Linked DNA regions of Arachis hypogaea: region 1 is linked to region 2. A link is a contact called in public Hi-C data. All regions are on one chromosome and are shown on one strand. The core of a region is the stretch at or near the end of the contact, and the rest is flanking DNA. Distances in the headings are between cores, read along the strand shown.

Evidence for each region. A called contact is a pair of places that touch in the nucleus more often than the background predicts.
Region 1: a Hi-C map of an unstated tissue shows a contact between it and region 2, with 4 times the contacts expected there. The contact joins the promoter of LOC140176585 here to the enhancer-like site in region 2. A contact is called at or near these places in 4 of 8 Hi-C or Micro-C datasets (leaf and an unstated tissue).

What each region holds. Positions count from the first base shown.
Region 1 is chr12:5,675,656-5,678,355 of arahy.Tifrunner.gnm2.J5K5, reverse strand. It overlaps LOC140176585 (serine/threonine-protein phosphatase 7 long form homolog), which reads right to left and starts at 1,270. Exons shown (of 4, transcript XM_072208110.1): 1 at 1,208-1,270; 2 at 603-1,015; 3 at 398-485; 4 at 1-300. The coding sequence starts at 1,270.
Region 2 is chr12:5,615,039-5,617,738 of arahy.Tifrunner.gnm2.J5K5, reverse strand. No RefSeq gene overlaps it. Among protein-coding and RNA genes, the nearest start is that of LOC112726559, 49 kb to the left of the region's middle. Within about 2 kb of position 1,273, at least 3 of the 3 cell types and tissues checked have open chromatin away from gene starts, as enhancers often do.

The DNA.
Region 1 (2,700 bases), core at 21-2,520, 61 kb before region 2:
CCTCAGCACACTCTCCTGACGAGAGTCCCAGTAGAGATGCCACTTCTGCAAATAAGACGGGAACCATCGATCGCCCCCTCTCCCATCCTTGGACATCAGAAAGTCGATGTTCAGGGCGGGAAGCGGAGGGGGCTGTACCCCTCCAAACTGCGGAAGAACACGATCTATCTGATGCCACTCTATGACAGCAAAGTAGATCAGCGCGGTCACAGAGTGCCACAACGCCATATGCCGAGGCTCCAAAACCTCTGGATGCAGTACCTGAAGTACGTCGGGGCTACTGTACGGCATCCATATAAACTGTACAACACAAGGAACTCACCCTTGTCAGGGCAACTGTTGGACCCAACTCGAAAAGTTTGATTATAAAAGGACACTTGTTAACTAGCATACTCACCTCCCTGTCCTGTAACCGGTCTATCCTGAGCCTCCACATCGCCACTCTAGGACCCTTCTTGCTCCCGGAAGGGTTGTAACCTGACCATCTGCACCATACACATGTGTTACAACTACTGAAATATGTGTTTAGAGTATGCAATAGACTATTAATGAATATGCAGTTATGTATGTAAAATTGAAATAGAGAAGGCCGCTTCTAGTACCTCGAGGCCAACGGCCAGCTGAACGTCTCATATCCTGCAGGCCTAAACCGAGGAAAGCGCCAAAAGATCCAAGACTGAAGTAGCTGAAGCGGGCCCGCTAACTTGACGACATGTCTGTTCGCCACTCGGCACATGCACCGGTACAACCAAGCCAGTGCTGCAGAACCCCAGCTGTAGGTACCCAGCTCCTCCAGCCTCACTACATACGGAAGCCATCTGATGTGAATCCGGTTCCCGGACTTGTCCGCAAACAGCTGCGTGCCCAACAACATCATGATGTACGCACGGGCATATCGGCGCACAGTGTCCTCATCTGCATCCTCAGGGCACTCACCAAAAGTCTCCTGAAACCAGCTGCAGTTCACTGCGTACTTCTGAACCTGACTAGGAGGAGGTATAACTCCGAGCAACTCCTAGAACCAGACCCAAGCTGGATGGCCACCCTCGATGTATATATGAAACTCTGACAGGCACCCGCTCACGTAACGGCCGTCCACTAGCAAACCCAGCTGGTATGCCACGTCCTGGAGTGTGATCGTGCACTCTCCGAACGGCATATGAAACGTGTGCGTCTCGGGACGCCATCGCTCCACGAATGCACTGACAAGGGCCTCGTCTAGCCGGAACCATCGGTCGTTCAACCTTGCAAGATGGTATAGACCTGCCATCTGCAAGTACGAAACGTATCTGTCATCAAGTCGCATGCCCTGCTGCCGCCGCATGCTCCTAATGCATCGCTGGGGCTGCGCATGAAATGAACCGCATAGTTAGAACCAGCTTAAAAACCAACCACAACCGTAAGCAACACGATAAATCATCAACAAACCATTCTGCTAAATAAAACCGCATAACATTACAGGAAAGATAAGCAACTGGAAAACAAACCCATAGACCGCACAACTAAACCGCTAACATAAACCAGCTTAACGAGATCCACTAACAAGAAATAGCTTAACTAAACCGGTTTACATAAAACAGATAGCGTAAAACAACTACCATCAAACAAGTCAAACAAATCACCAACATAAAACCACTAACGAAAACCACCTAGCCTAAACCACTCACATAAACCGCTTGCATGAACCACTCACAAAAACCGGTAACATCAACCACCAACATAAACCACTAACATAAACCAGTAACTTAAACCACTAACATAAACCACTACCCTAAACCACCAACCTAAACCACTAACATAAACCACTAACTTAAACCGCTAACTTAAACCACTAACATAAACCACCAACAAAATCCCCTCACATAAACCACCTACATAAACCACTAACATAAACCACCATCTAACCCACATGCAAAACCACTAAGTCACAAATACCGCTAGAATCAAAAATATTTCCGTACTAACCTCGTCGTTGATGACCCCGGCTATATGAGCGACTCCGTCCAAGCGATATAACGGTGCCGGATCGTCCCCCATCAGCAGAGTATTCCGTTCAGGTCTTCCTCGAAGAGAATTTGGGTCGTTTTCTCTGAGATTTGGTGGGGTAGGGGGAAGGAATAATAGTTCGAATGAGGGTGATTCGAACTCCTTATATAGCCGAATCACCCCTAATTCGAACCAGCTTGGTTCAATTTATGAAGGAGCACGCCAAGGGTAATTCGAACCAGCTTGGTTCGAATTACATACGTTGCACACTTGCTTATAGTTTGAACTAGGTTAGTTCGAATTACCTGGGGTTGGAGTTCGAACCACATTGGTTCGAATTACATTCAAAGTTCCTCTCCAGCTAATTCGAACCACCCTGGTTCGATTTACTAACGTTTGTAGTTCGAACCACCCTGGTTCGAATTACATAAAGATAGCGTTTGGCTTATTGCTGAAATGATTTTCAGTTTGGCGTATTTACGTTACACACTTCTTGCCTTGGCTTATTAGGGTTTTTTACCCTATTTTTTATAAAAAAATATTTAAAATATATATACAATGTAATTACTAAAGCATGATTATCAAAGTTATTATTAATATTTATATAATAATATATATGATATTAAATATATTAATATTCTAATATTATTAAAGAAACAAACAAATTTTTTAAAAATAAATATAAAGATGAGTATATAGAAACAAATTTGAAAA
Region 2 (2,700 bases), core at 24-2,523:
GTTCATTGCTTAATTTCTAATTGAGTTACGCAATTTGGTGTTTGAATGAAGCTGGGAATTAATTAGTATAAGTAAACAAAATCTTGATGATGAGAGTTTAGAAGGAAAAAGAAGGTGATATCACAACTCATACATACATGATACATGGATATTAAAATTAAATTTGACGTTTTTTTAAATTAAACTTATATTTAATTTTTTTTATTCAATCATGTTAGATATACACCAAAATCAATCGTTAAAATTAGTCACTAATATAAAATATATATTAAAATACTAAATATATATTTTTAAAATATATCTATATAGAAATACATAATGACTAATTTTATGTACAAATAATATTTTTGTTTTTTTATTAGTTAGTTGAAACTAAAATTCTAAAATCATCATACACGCAAGATGGGAATTAACATCTCATGAATGATTTCTTGATTATTGGATGACTTAACATCTTTCTTGATTGAGATATTCAATTTATTTATTTTCTGTGTGCAACTTTTTTCTCTTTTATTTTTTGGTATTACTCAAGGGATTTATTGTCGGCAGAAATTTCATCATACAAAAAACTTTTCAAAGGTAATAGATACTGGCCGAGAAACTATTTTCGTCGGAAATAGATTATTTAAATTTTTTTTAATTAATCTTGTAAAATGTTATCTCTCACTATTTAAAACTTAACTAGGATCAAATAAAAACTTGTAAAAAAAATTTTTTTATATAAAAAATATTATTATATTATTTTTAATTATAAAAAGTTATGTGTTTTAATTTAGTACGAAAATAATTATAAATTAGAGAATTTCATTTGTACATTTAAAAAAAATTAATACTAAAACACAAATTGGAGGACTGATTTTGTGTTTTAAAAATTTTAAAAAATTAAAATTCACGAAGAATATGTTTTGTGTTACTTCACAAATCGAATGATAGATTTTGTGTTTTAAACAAAAAATAAATTTCTCAAATCGAATGGTTAAATTTGTAATCTCTATATAAAAAACACACCAAATTTTACATATTATTAAATATTATTATAAACTCAATATCAAAATTAAAAACCGTGAAAAAAAAGGGTCTTATATGATGTAAAATCACTTTACAAAATCAACAAAATCAATTGAGAGTGAAAAAAAATTAAAAATTCTATTTTTCTTTCGATAAACATCCCTAGTTTTTCTTTTTTTTTTTTTGTCTTAGGTATAGGCTTGAGGAACCAGCCCATCCCAGAGCCCGACCGGACCCGATATTCTGCTCCATTCACAGTTTTAATTTTACACCGAAACTAGAGTAGCATGCAATTGTGAACATAGAAACTTTGATTAGTTGGGTTGGGCTATTGATATAAAGACTGGACCAACCAAGTTGAGCTATGATTCAGTGATATAATCAGCACCAATTTTTTTTAAATTCCAAAATAAAAAAATAATCTAGTTAATTGTAACTCCATGAAAACCTCAAAAAAAAAAAAAAAAAAAAAGAATTTATCATCAACGAGTATAACTTAGTGGTTAGCTATTCTATCTTGTGTATGTAGATTATTAGTAAGTGACAAATTTTTAAGTAAAATTTAAATTTATGATGAATTAGTGTTTAATTTATTAAAATAAAAAATATCGTAAAAAATAAAAAAATAAATCATTTTTTTATTTAATTACTAGTCTCCATCCGTTTTGTAGGTTTTATATTATTTGTTGCGGATGGACTAAATATTACTTGAGATTTTAATATTTTTAGAAAGGTAAGTACTTGAAAATTTTAAAATTAGACACTTTAGTTTTTCAAATTTTAAAATATATAAAATAATCTTCAATGTTTATGTCTGTTAGATAATATAGTTTATTTCTATTAAATGACTGTTGACGTAAAACGTTAACTTACACACATAATTGTTAAGTTTTTATATATTTGAACTAGACAATTCAGTTATTAGAGTGAAGTAAAAAATAATGCTAGAAGAGTTTAAAAAATCTTGAAACAGTCCTTAAAAAATTTTAAAAATTTCAAAACAGTCATTTTAAATATTTTTTATTTTTTCAAAATAAACTTAAAAAATATTCTTAAGTTAAAAAATTTATTTTTTTGGTATAATTGCTAATTTTAGTAGCACAAATAGTTTTAACTGCAACTTTATTTTGTGTAACATTACAATCAGTGAATTCTAAATCTTTCTAAGAAATATTAGATGTAGTCACCGTTAATGACTAACAAAAAAATTATATTATCTAATAAAAATAAATGTTAAAATTTATTTTATGTATTTTAAATTTTGTAAGATTGAAATGTCTAATTTTAAAAATTTTAATGACTGATTTGGATAATTAGTGTTAATTAAATACTATTTTTGTTCCGTTGTAATTGAATGAATATATAGCTTTTTCTTTTTTTTTTAAATAATATTTTTGGTCTTGGAAGAGTAAAATTGTCTTTATAAGCTGAGAAGCATTGTTTTAACCCAACTTTGATTTAATTTATTTTTTATTTCCTTTTTTTTTATTTTTTTAAAAGGGAGGGTAGTTGGAGTGCAAAACAAAATTGTCCACTAGTGAGTTGGGTGACATATGATTGTAATTTCATAACCTCGTCGAATTGAACATAACAGAAGTTTGTCAGCAAAAAAAAATAAAAAATAAAAAAACCAACAAATAAAAAATAAAAAATAAAAAGCTGATACCGGATCTTTGATAGATGGATTGCCCT